2 separate regions of the Bicyclus anynana genome follow, and region 1 is linked to region 2. A link is a contact called in public Hi-C data. All regions are on one chromosome and are shown on one strand. Each heading gives the region's core, a stretch centred on a gene start, on an enhancer-like site or on the middle of the called end of the contact. The rest is flanking DNA. Distances are from core to core; before and after follow the strand shown.

Evidence for each region. Hi-C and Micro-C count contacts between places; a contact is called where the count stands out from the background.
Region 1: a contact with region 2 is called in a Hi-C map of whole body, with 2.6 times the contacts expected there. The contact joins the promoter of LOC112052714 here to the promoter of LOC112052624 in region 2. A contact is called at or near these places in 2 of 2 Hi-C or Micro-C datasets (whole body and whole larva).

Annotation. Positions count from the first base shown.
Region 1 is chr5:9,928,975-9,935,763 of ilBicAnyn1.1, reverse strand. LOC112052714 (protein RER1) reads left to right here and starts at 1,358. Exons shown (of 5, transcript XM_024091897.2): 1 at 1,358-1,499; 2 at 1,803-1,907; 3 at 3,195-3,291; 4 at 4,467-4,690; 5 at 5,733-5,919. The coding sequence starts at 1,419. The coding sequence ends at 5,816. LOC112052737 (a long non-coding RNA gene) reads right to left here. Exons shown (of 4, transcript XR_008250850.1): 2 at 3,172-3,333; 3 at 2,702-2,738; 4 at 1,679-2,418.
Region 2 is chr5:9,790,500-9,797,621 of ilBicAnyn1.1, reverse strand. It overlaps LOC112052624 (dehydrogenase/reductase SDR family protein 7-like), which reads left to right and starts at 2,613. Exons shown (of 5, transcript XM_024091778.2): 1 at 2,613-3,047; 2 at 4,024-4,167; 3 at 4,519-4,738; 4 at 6,642-6,887. The coding sequence starts at 2,904.

The DNA.
Region 1 (6,789 bases), core at 109-2,608, 140 kb before region 2:
AAAATATCGGAAAAAATTACAGTGCATATATATAGGAATAAGTGAATTTAATACATAAAAGGTAGTAATCAAGGAACATATTTGCTCAGGAGGGAGTAATGTATTCAAAAACAAAGAAATCATTTTAAACAAATTTTGAAAACGCATGCTTTTTTTGTCTAGATGATTTTTTTTAATTTGGCGGGTGATTTTAGTCTCTACTTACATTAGCCAGACCCTTAGACCATTAAAAAGAATGGACCTGTTTCGCACCCAAATTCACCAACAAAAAAGTCTGTCGTGTCGTTTTTTGAGGGGGACGAGGTAAACTCACACATTGAAAACATTTAACACCAATAAGTATATTCTGTGTCCATACACTACACACAACTATATAATTGACTTGCAATACACACACGCGTAAATTTTACACAGACTAACCAACACATCGCTTAGACTATCCACAGAATATATATATAGAATATTCGATTACAAGATCGATTTTTTGCTGTTACGTCAAAAGAATCGATTCTTTTAGAAATGCCATTCAACTACACAAACCGGCACTTTTAAGGAGCTCTTTACACGACGAAAACGATTACAACAATGAAACACCGATTCTATAGAAACAGTTTTTATAAACGTGTTAGATCATTGATTCTTGATCTTTGACAGAGGGGTAACGGTTTACGAGGAGCAGTATTTGGAGCAGCTACGACAGCGTCGTGTTCCTTGCGCTCTATCTGTTTATTCTGTACTAATTACGGCAAATGTTTTTTGATTAATTTTTAAATTATAATTCATCATCATACGTCAAAAACAATCGGATGTACATATAGGAGTTTCACAGGACGTACCGACGTAAATGATTTCTTTAAATGACGCCTACGTGCTTCGAGGCGGAACTTTGTAATAAGAATAATTTTGAAAGATACATAGAACTGTTTGACATTTTGTTATCCTTTAAAGCATTTTAAAAACAACGTAGGTGAGAAAGAGACAAACATATTTTTACTCTTATGGTTCATATTTTCATCGTACTTGTATAACTAAAAATTTTAAAGATAACTTAGGATGTTCCTTGACTTAGGACCGTTCCTCCTTAATCTTCTTCATTGGTTCCGAGTCCGACCACGACCACGTAAATGTAGCTTGTCGGTCGGTTGAGTGGTGTTTGTCTCGGGTGTGGTAGCAATTTGACACGTAATATGTACAAGTTTTTTTAATTCAGGCAACATTGTTCTGTAGACGTCAGCTGATATGGATGACAAGATCGCTAATTATATTTTACAAAGTTATAATATTTTTAATTGAAGTGAATTAGATTATAAAAAGTGAAAAAGTAGAGCAAATCAAATACTTTGTTAAAACTATCTTTCAAAAATATATAATTGATATTCATGTCATAGATAGGAAAGCGTAATTAAACGGCACCTACAATGATGGACGGAAACGATATTTTATCCTCCGAATCTAGCAGAAGAGGTGTTATATCTCAAGGATGGACTCGTATATCCCAAGTAACTTTTGTTTTGTTTGTTGTGCTAAGTTTCTTTACATTGTCAAAATATTGTTGTAAATATCAATACCTACACATTCGGAAAATACCAACCTCTTACAATTTTTTTCAATGGAATTGATGCAAATAATTTAAAACTTATTCTAGGTCTAGATTCTAGGTTTATTCAATAAATCAATGCCAAGTTACCCATATATATAATAAATTAACATATACATGGCTATTTTCGTTTGATTCTGCAAGTTACAAAATAATACCTAATATTTTTTACAACAGTACTTTATAAATCTGTTTCATTTTACAGATATACCAAGGACTCTTAGATAAATGGACACCACATATAAAGAGTCGATGGGCAGCCAGTATATTACTGTTAGCTATATTCGTCCTACGAATATTTTTAAAACAAGTAAGTTTTTTGTAACATTGAAATTATAATTGCATGTTTCAACTGTAACAATATTCTAATCTACACTCTAATATGACCGAGTGAGTTTATTATTGTTTTTTCACACCACTACTCAAATGATCATTGAATCCTGAGATTCTACACTAGAAAAGTATTTAAACAAGTCAACCTAACTAACTAAACTAAACCTAACCTAACAAATGAAGTAACTAAACATGGCTATGTAATTAGTTTGTATGCTATAGAAGTGGTTGCAAAAGGAATACCAGCAAAATCTCTTGCTCACTTGCTCACTAAAACTGCAGTAAACTCTATATTAGAATATGTAGCCAAAGTAGCTGTAGTAGGGTATTACCTAATTTGGTATTACCAAATGTAGACATGTTACGGAGAAGCTCCTTCACCCTACACATGGGTCACAAGCCCCAGGCTCCTTTGTTTTTCTCTGTGCCACATGATGCACCCAGCACCCACATGGTGAATCCATGGAATACTGAAGCCATTTGTCTCTCTATAACAAATACAATGGAATGTTTTATAGTATTAAAATTACATCAGCAACCATATAGGTTATCAATAAATTTTGAATATAATAGTTGAGTTGATGTAGAATCAGTTTGAAGGCTGTGCCAATCCAGTGTTGTGTTTTAATGAAAGCTGTTTCTGAGTGAACCTCAAAAATTTTATTATTTCAACACCTTGAATTAAATCATCACTGTCTTGAAATCGTCTTCTGAACTGAAACTTGTTGGATAATACCTTCAGTGACAGCAGAAAAAGTTAATAATAATTACCTACAACATACTATTTCCCCATACTGATCCAACCGACCTGAAACACATAGAATACACACTAATTTATAAATATTTAGTTCTGTTAATCTTTTTTCCTCAAATATAAGCATATAAGACAGGCTTCATAATTTATTCTTTTAAAGAATATATTATAATGGATTTTTAAAAATAATATAGCAACAACACAATATTACATTTACTATTGCTTTGATATATCTAAATAATTATATTCCATTAGTTGTCCAGAAATGTATCAGTCATTATCTGCTATTAGAGGATGTTGTCACAATTTTTTAACACCCCAGATCAATAGGGTCATTGACATCAAGTAGTTAGCGCTAACATTTGAATGTGTAATATTAATTCTGCTTGAGTGATAAATATTGGTGATAACTCCTAATGCCTATACATGTATTACATTTATTATTTAGCAATAATCACAAATGTTTGACATTATTATTATTACTTACTTAAACTTTGTAAATGTTTACAGGGCTGGTATATAGTCACATATGCACTAGGAATTTACCATTTAAACTTATTTATTGCATTCCTCACACCAAAAATAGATCCTGCTATGGACTTTGATGGTAAGCCTGTTTTCAATAAAATCGTCTGTTTCGCTCCCTTGTCTGCAAATTAAACATAGACAATATAGTAAAAGTGCTCAAAACAGAAAATAAAAAGACCTGGAATTGAATTCATATCTGTGTAAGCTGTCAATGTCATGTAATATTGTCAAATGTCAATAAGACACAAGTTAAAAATAAACACTAAATTGTAGACAAAGAAGCATTAAACAAAAAAATCGTTAAATTGCTTATAAACGCCATAAACGAACGCTACTACGCGAATATCACTGACAATCTGTTAGGGTGTGAGCTACAAGCATGTTGCCATGATAAAAATTCTTAATTAATGTTGTCAGCTAATGAAAAAAATACATTATAATTTAATTATTGAAAAAAAATGTGGTTTCCAAAATTTTTTTTATTTTGTGCTTTAAGCCCTATATTTTATGTTATTTTAAAATAAAAATAATTTGTACTGCTTATTTGACACTCGGAATAAAGGCCTAGCCTCCATACAAAATTAGGACATGTCCTATAATATGTAAATAATTTCATTCATCATGTTCATCATGATCATCACAATGATTCCGGTCCAACTTTCCATTTAGGAAACATGACATTTACATGTCTCAAACAGTAAACGAAAAACATAGTGAGGAAACCTCTGCATACCTGAGATTTTTCTTAATTCTCTTTGTGTGTGAACTTCACAAAAAAAAATCCACATTGGGCCAGTGTGGTGGACCATTAGCCTAACCTCAACAGTGAACCGAATATGGGTTGTTAATGATGATGACTTTCTTATACTGGTAATTTGATTACTTGATCCAGCTTGGTTACTCATAACTACAATCCCACAACAAGCCAACATACAAAAATGGTTGTTTATATTTCATGAAATTATCAATAGTAGTGTAGGAGTTAATTGGAATACTACTGTAGGTTGTCTGTCAGTCCTACACCTGTTTTTGTTAATGGTAAAATGCTTAATTTATTTAATAAGGGTTAAGGCAAACTAGGCAATAACGAGTACCTAGAAAATAATTAATTATTAACATTAAATTAGTTAACGTTACTATAAGAAATTAGGCTCATTTAAGGCTATGCTTTAAGTGAGCCTAACCTTGGAGTGTAATACAAAATAAATATTGTATTACACTCAAAGATTTTGTAAGTGTAAATAAATTTTACAGGAGAAGATGATAATGGTCCTGCACTACCTACAAGAGCCACGGAAGAATTTCGACCATTTATCAGGAGATTGCCAGAGTTCAAATTTTGGCTGTCAGTCACAAAGAGCACTATCATTGGCTTCATATGTACATTCATTGATGCATTTAATATTCCAGTATTCTGGCCTATTTTAGTGATGTATTTCATTACATTGTTCTGTATAACAATGAAGAGGCAGATTAAGGTTAGTAATTCATACTTAACATAATTTTAATGGTGTGTTCGTGATGAAAGATTTAAATTTGTTGATCTTGGTAAGTCCTATCAATAACCAAGGTCATTATTATTTTTATAAAAATCTATTTACCTAAATTGAAAATTATGGAAAGACTAGCCGATACCCCGCAGTTTCGCCCGCATGTTTCCTGTGATAATATGAGGATAAAATATAGTCTATGACACTCAGATATAATGTGGTATTCTATTGCTAAAAGAATTTTCCAAATTGGTTGTAGAGAGTACCCCTACAATATCACAAACTTTACCTCTTTGTAATATTGTAGTATAGATTGGACAGTCACTAACTTATTTTGAAACGAACTAATTTTGAATATAGATCAAAAATAATTATATTATTTATTATTACTAGCAGACACCCCTGACTTCCACGTGAAATTCAGAGCTTTTTCACATCATATAAAACTTAATTCTTAATTATTTTCCAATACTCAATCTCCACAAGAAAAACCTAAATGTTATTCCACAGCAATCTTAATCAACATGTGAAAACTGTAATAAACATTAGATGCATTTTAAAAAGCAGTTTCTGATATAAGGTTCAGGGCCAGAGCACAATTGTGCACAACAGCCACATATTAATTGATGGGTAGTTGACACCATCAATCAACTGATATATTTTTATATCATTAGGTCTATTCTGTAACAATGCTTTAGTATATCAACTGTGAGTCTCAAATTCATCTTTATCTCTCTGTGTCTACCTAAATCCCATAAAATAGAGAGAGATTGAGAGAAATTCAGAAAAGCTCTATAAACTTATCATGCGTTATATTAATTTATTATGAAACACCGCTAAAACTCAGTGAAGTTTGAATCGTACCTCGTTGCAAGAACTAATAATAATTAATGGCCTCATAAGGGTTCCAAAATAATCGGGCCTACGCCGACGTTGTAGCACGCGAGTTGTAGCCGTGTTTCATAATAAATTATCATGTGTTGTATCAACTAAAAAGTTTATTTTATTAACACAGTGTTTTTTTTTTCAGCATATGATTAAATACAGATACTTACCATTCACTCACAACAAGCCGAAGTATAGAACTGTGGACTCGTCTGTATCTGTAAACTGACAGTGTATATCAGCCTATACAACCTTACCTTAATCTGTCAAAGAAGTATGAAAAGCTGTTGTATGGAAATATTTTTAGAAAATACAGTTTTTATTGTAATGTTTTTTATTTTTAATTTATTGTGATTAAATAATAATAGGAAAAAATTAAGTTGGTTGGTAATTATGAAATTATCATTTCGTCTTTGCCAAGTATGTATGTACTTTGTAATTTTATGAACAGATTTTATTGATTAATGTGTAATTCTAGTTAGTGAATAAGTTAAATCAAATGTAGAATATGAGATAAATATTTAAATATAAGAGTCATAAAATACCTAGCATTTACTATGAAACTAAAAGCCTATCCAATTTTTTTTCAGTATTACAGCAGTCGGCAAACAACAGTGCTCGTAACTGATGAACTAAAAGATATATTTTTCTAATATAAGCTCAATTTTCGAGCTGTGCTATATTAATATGTAATTCTTTATTTTATACTATTAAATTATGAAATCATAGGAATACTTTTGAAATATTTTTATAATTAATTCAAAAAGATCCGGTTCTACAAATAAACAGTTATTGTACAAAATGTTACATTTTAATTTAATCCTATAAAAAACTCAATTTTCTAGTTTGTTAACATGTTCTGAAGGTTTTGCTACGCCCGCTCTACATTTGCGCGAATATTCAGTTTGGTTTGGTTCGCGCTTAATGAGATTATACTACGCTAGAGGGCAAATATTTTGAAGATATGTAAGGTATGGTCGATAGATGGCGGTCTTTTGCTTTTGGCAGTATTGCCAACAGATGGTGATGAACAGGATGCCATCTATTGACTCCTTAAAAAAAGTGTTTAATGTTAAATAAATAAATAAAGTTAAAGACTGCAAAATGCAAATTGCAAACGCGATAATAATAATTATGCCTGTGAACCTAGAGCAAAATAGTCCACTCAATTACCAATGAAGAGAAAATGCTACTTTCAAAAT
Region 2 (7,122 bases), core at 1,364-3,863:
TACAGCATTGTTATTTGTTGTCCGGTTAAACTTCAAAATTAAAACTAGTTTAACTAGTTTACTTATTTACTAGTACCTAACTAGGAAGACGTCGGATACAGAAAATCTTTAATTATCTAACTTTACGACTTTAGGAATACTTTCCAATCTGTACTTTAGGAATAATTATATACCTACATTAGGGCTGTGATATCCCAATCTGAAGATATTTTACCATTTCAAAAAGATTTCTGTATTTCACATTACCTTAATCTGCGGTTATCAAGGGCTTACGCAAAAAGAAGGCCCCGGGGCCTGACACGATTAGCAATAAGGCTTAAAGCTCCTCCCGGTCCAGATAATCAACCTCCTGGTGAACATCTTCAATGTTCTCCTAGCCCACTGCGCCTTCCCAGACGCATGGAAAGAAGCCACGGTCATAGGCATCCACAAGCCGGGCAAACCCCGCGATCTCCCGACTAGCTACCGCCCAATTAGTCTTCTTAACACCATAGGCAAGGTGTATGAGATAATAATCTTGAATCGCCTCAAAGCCATTTGCGATGAGAAGCAACTTCTCATCAACCAACAGTTTGAATTTCGGTGTAGACACTCATGTGTTCACCAAGCGCACCGCCTCACGGAGCACATCCTTATCGCTTTAATAAATTCTACAAACTTATAGCCACCGGGGCGCTTTTCTTTGACGTAGCTAAAGCGTTTGACCGAGTCTGGCACGAAGGCTTAATAGTCAAACTGAACCGGTTTGGCGTGCCAATTAAAATGGTCCGCTTGCTACAAAGCTTTCTCCAACCGCACCTTTAGGTACCGTATAGACAGCACTCTCTCATCCCCCATACGGATTCGCGCCGGAGTCCCCCAGGGCTCCGTGCTCTCCCCGCTCCTATACTTGCTCTTCACAAGCGACATCCCCACCAACCACCCGGACGTACACGTCGCACAGTTCGCGGATGACACCGTACACCACTGTACACACCACCACTGTACACTGTACACACGACGGCCATAGACCGGCGTTCCATTAGAGTCCGCCTCCAGAAGGCAGTTAACATTATAGGCAAATGGCTCCGCCTCTGGCGGATAGAAGTCAACCCAGAGAAAAGCGCAGCAGTGCTTTTCACTGGCAAACCGGTCCCTCGAAACAAACCCGGACTCAAAGAAGTCTTCCTTTACGGAGCTCCCATCCCCTGGCAATGTACTGCCCAGTACCTAGGCGTAACCTTTGACAACCGCATGAGCTTCTCCATGCACATCAATAAAGCGAGGAAAAAGGCTGCATACGTAATGCACCGCCTTTATGCGATGATTAACAAGAAAAGCAAATTGTCTCTCCGTTCTAAGCTAACGCTTTATAAAACCACGATCCGTCCGATCTTAATCTACGCTAGTGTAGTATTTGCCCACCGTCACAAAACGACCCTAAAGTCGCTCCAAACATTGCAAAACCGGTTTCTGCGACAAATCACGGCGCACGGGCGCACCGTGGTTTATACGCAATAACGACCTCCATAGAGACTTAGATTTACCTTCAATAGCTAGTTACATAAAACAGCTCTCTCGAAACTATTTCGACAGAGCTGCCATCCATCCCAACCAACTAGTGGTTGAGGCCTGCAACTACACTCCCAACCTTAACGCTAACTTCAAGGGCGTCCCAAAAACGTCCTTTACGATCCAGACGATGACATGACGACCGACAATGCTTTCCGGGCAACACAATCACAAGCAACACAGCGTCTTCGCCGGCGAAGACGATGTCCCCGATATCTAACGTCACCCGGACGTGGGTTTTCCAACTCACGATCTCGGGGACGTCCGTTTGCCGCGTATGGTAAGAAGGTAAGGTGGCAAAGAAAAGCGTGTTTATCGATCGCCGTTTACTGTTCAACTGGTTTAATATAACTAAATACATTGGGTTAGTAATGTGCTGTTGAGTGGTTAGTATCGGCATGTGCGCGCCACATGTGTGTGCGCACATGTTAACTGACAATTTGGTACGTTGTAAACTTATAGATAATCTACGAACTAAATATTAATGTAGATAAGCTAAAATAATAATATAATAATATTTTTATGAATAACGCTACATCCGGACTGATTCGCTCAGGTCACGGTTACACCGAATGGCCCTCTAAGCCGAGGTCCGCGTCTCATAGGAGATGCCCTTAGAAAGCCGTTCCGTCCTCTATCTTTATTTCAGCCTTCGGGTCTCATCAGGCGATGCTTCTGCGCTCGCCCAAACCCTCCGGTGACGCCGTAGTGGTCCCACATGGAGCCATCGGCACTTACTGAACACGAAAAAAAAAACATTACCTTATCTTTTCCTTTTAAAATAGTCCTTCTCCATTGAATAAGTCTTTATTAAACTTACTAAAAAACATACAAAAACACTAAATGTCAACTACGAGTAGCTTAAGTCAAAGACACAGTGAATATGCCTGCTGGTATCCAGGACAGTAAAATAAAAAAAAATGTTTGTTATTGTAGTAATCACAAACGGCTAAAAAGATAGTAATTATGTTTCTTGGTGTAGTGACAGATTACAAACGTTCATTTTTGATATATGATTTAGGTACTTGTACCGAATCGTAAATCTATGGATTTATTTGTCGTCTGTGATCACAAACACTTGATTTGATTTGTTTTTAATGTTTTTAATTTTATTCAAATTCATCCACAGACCCGAAAACAATAATGATAATGATGATTGATGTTTTTGTTTAAAGCTTTGAAGATAATCTCGTGCGATAATCAAGTCAACTTTTAATTTTTATGATACATTATAGCGTTTTATCGTGGGTCATAACTGAAAACAAAGTTATCACCTTCACCGTTCGACCTTCACAAGTTTTCCTTCACTTGGGAAGGTACTTATTGCACACAGACCTTGGTATAAGTTAACGATGTCTGTGATTAAAGTCATTAATGAAAACTCGCTCAACTGGTATCTCAAGTACATTGGTTTTCCGCTGGCTGTTGGGCTCACCATGTTTCGTATCTGCTCACAATCAACAAATCGCAGACGAAGAGCTGCTTTAGAAGGAAAGGTGAGGAAAATATATGAATTTATTGTTTTAAATATAAGTCCCAAGAATAAGTTCATTGATCCCTTTAATAAATAAACCATTGGGTCAATATAAATCTTTGAAGGTACTTTTTCGACTGTCTCATCAGATTTGAATTCTTCCCTTTATTCAAATTTAAAAAAAAAATGTATTGTGTTGGAGCAAGGTCCGCCGACCTTTCAAGCTGTTTCACCTTCTCAATTGCTTTAAGTGGATTAAAACAATTTTTTCACTAACACCGCAGCCTGCAGCTAGCTCAGACGTGGTTTGTGATGGATCCCTTTCCACAATGATCTTTCAAATCTTCATTATCAACTTTGGTCACTGGCCGTCCACCAGGCTTGTATTGATCAAAATTTCCAGAACAAAAATTTTGAATTAAAAACACACTGTGCTTTCTATTACAACACAGCCACCATATACATCATTAATCCTTAGAGTCATTTCTGCAGTACTGGTGCCAAGATGGAACTTGTTACTCATAAATAATGCTATATTCCAAGTTTTCCATTTTGTAAACTGAGTGACACAAAGAAAAAAGCCATAAGAGAAAAAACAAATTAATTAGTGTTTCTGAAATACAAAAGCCTAAGTAAATAATAGCATAATAGTATAAATGTATAAATTTCAAATTGGAATTCCTAACCACAGAGGCTAGTAAAACAAAATGCTACTCATTTCGTATGTAAACACTTCATATTAATACTCTTAAGTCTCTCATTTTAACTGTTTTAATGTTATTTATTTAATGATCTAATCATTAAAATATTGCTTAATTTTTTCATGAATTTTAATACTCATTGCAGAACTTGATTATACCAGTAAAAAAATCAACTGAGTGATTTTACAATGCGATGATTATAAATATGTTTATTCATTGTTAGCAACACAGTAATATAAATTATTTTAAATTCTACTTGTTTGATGAAACAAATTAATAAGTAAATATGTTTTACAGGTGGTTGTTATTACTGGTGCCAGTTCAGGTATTGGAGAGGCTTTAGCTCATATTTTCTATGAATATGGTTGCAAAGTTATTCTAGCTTCGAGAAGAAAAACTGAGCTGGAAAGAGTTAAAGAAGATCTACTGTCAAAGAAACTTGTAAGTACATTTCAGATTATTTTAAAACCCTGCATAAGCAAAGTGCAATTCTCAGGATATTATTATTTTGTGTTAGTCAACTTGTACAAATTAAATAACTAAAAAGTGGTTAGCAAGGCTTTGTTAATTTTAAGCACAGGAGGCCCATAACCTTATATTTTGTAAATGTGACCAAACAATATATCTTGTGTTGGGATGAAAGAGATTGGGATGGGACTACTATGCCGCCGTTGGTTAAAACTTTATATAGAATATCTTTGGGCGCATGTTAGCATCACAGAAGGAAGATGCTTTACCCACAAAGATGTGTTACATACATATTTATAAATTTGGAATATTTTCTGCTTTCAGTCTTCAAAAACAGAAGAACCAATTGTGTTGGAATTGGATTTGGCAGATTTACGCCAGTGTGAGCCATTTGTAAAAAATATATATGATGCTTGTGGTCATATTGACATACTAATTAACAATGGGGGAGTGTCTCACCGAGGTTCAATCCTTTACACTACATTGGAAGTGGATAAAAAAATTATGTATACAAACTATTTTGGTTCAGTAGGATTGACTAAAGGTAATGTTTAAAAGCTATTTTTTTTAGTTTGGGCTTAGCTTCAGACTGGGTACTGTTAGAATAGAATCAGGAACTAATTAATCAGTTTAAATAATTGAATTATAAGTTCTAATTCAAAATTCAATAATTCTAATAATTGTTTATTTTTGTCATGAAGTTGGCAACACTGTTATCTATTTTGGCACTGTATTTGAGCACTCATGAGCAGTAACAATGTTGTTATTGCTGTTATGCACAACAGTGAATTTCATGTAGAGTGCGCGCAAGATAAGTCTGGCGGCGCAATTATGTTGCCAGCATTATTGATCTCTTTCACCCACCAAGAGATAGATAGAGATAGACGACAAGATGGCGGCATTTTTGATTAGTTCCGATTTTGGTCACGCGCAAATTTGTCGTGCGCGCAGTCTGTTAAATTAATTATTATAATACCATTTAACAGTCCTCAATCATAAAAGTATAGTTTTTTTATATAAAATATATTCTTAGGTATTAAAAAGTTTTAGTGTGAAGTAATGAATCATCAAGCAAATAATGTGCGGAAACCTTGGTGGGCGAGTCCTAGTTTCACTGCAGTCCGATTTTTTATTACTAATTAATAATCATTTATTTATATAAATATATTATACTAGCGGGCGCCCGCGACTTCGTCCGCGTAAATTTCGATGTCAACTTTACTACTACCCCTACCCTACCCTACCCCTACCCTACCACTATCCCTACCCTACCCTACCCAACCCCTACATCTACCCTACCCCTACCCTACTCTACCCTACCCCTACCCCCATCCTACCCCTACCCTCCCCGTACCCTATCCCTTTCCTACCCCTATCCCACCCGTACCCCTATCTCACGCCTATCCTACCCCTACCCTACCACTTCCCTATCCTACCCGTACCACTACCTTACCACTATCCTAAACCCGGCCCTAAGCCTACTCTACCCCTACACTACCCCTACGCTTCCCTACCCGTATCCTACCCTACCCTGTAACTTCTCTATCTTACTCCTACCATTAGCAAAATCAGTTCAGTCCTTCGAGAGTGGTGGTATGACCAAGAGAAATAGAGACTTCTATGCTAATAATATAAAGAGGTAAAGTTCGTGTGGTTGTAGGAGGTAATCTCTGGATCTACTGGACCGATTTGGAAAATTGTTTTACCAATAGAAAGCTACGTTATTTGCGAGTGTCATAGGCTATGTTTGATCCCCATATTCACACGGGAACGGGAACTACGTAAATGGAAGCGCGGGGCGTCATATAGCGGAATTTCTGCGTCCTTTAGAAATTTTGTATTATCTCCGAAACTATTTAAGTAATTAACATACTGTAAAGGGCAAATCTTATCTCCATAATATCCTTGTGATTATTTAATAATTTATTTTAATATGGATTAAAGTTTAGTTGTATAAATAATGACGTAAACCTAAGTATATAAAATTCATAATTTTTAAAACACAAAAGATACTATATCTGCTAATATATAGAAGATAGATATATGGTGCCGCGGACTTTTTTGTAGAAATTTTAAAGATATATAAAGTCTCCATACATTAATTTAAATTTTACACAATAGTTAAGGCAGCGCATGCGAATAAATCTGTTTAAGAGGATTTTCAGTCCGACCTGTATGAAAAAAACTGTGATAACTCGGCTAATATATATGATACCTATATAAAATATAGCCTATAGCACTCCCCGATAATGTAGCATTCTACTGGTGAAAGAATTTTTAAAATCGGACCAGTAGTTCCGAAGATTACCCCATTTAAAAAATGTGACAAACTTACAAACTTTACCTCTTTATAATATTAGTATAGATTATGTAATGATTATCAGAAGCCCAAAATTTGTGTATACAAGTAGTTATGGATTAATAAAACCAACTTTGTTTTGTTTCAGCTGTGTTACCTAAAATGGCTGATAGAAAAAGTGGACATGTAGTGTTTATTAGTTCAGTACAAGGACTCATAGCACTACCAGATCGTTCTGCATATGCTGCTTCTAAATTTGCGCTCCAGGCTTTTGCTGATTCTCTGCGGTCTGAAATGCACCAACACAATATTGATGTGTCTGTAGTCAGCCCAGGATATGTAAAAACATCAGTTTCGTTAAATGCACTTACTGCCAGTGGAGAGAATCATGGAGGCAAGAATATTAAATTAATTTGTTTTAATATGTAGTTTATTTTTGTAACTATACTAAAGCCATACTCGAGTAGTACTGCTTACTAACAAACAAATTAGAAATGAGGGTAAAAAACGGATGCCATTTCATAACTTTTTCACTTAAAATTATGTATTGTTTTTTATACAATATAATTCAAAATGTATTAACTATATCTATTTGTTTTAAGCATAATAATCAAATTTATTTTCATTAA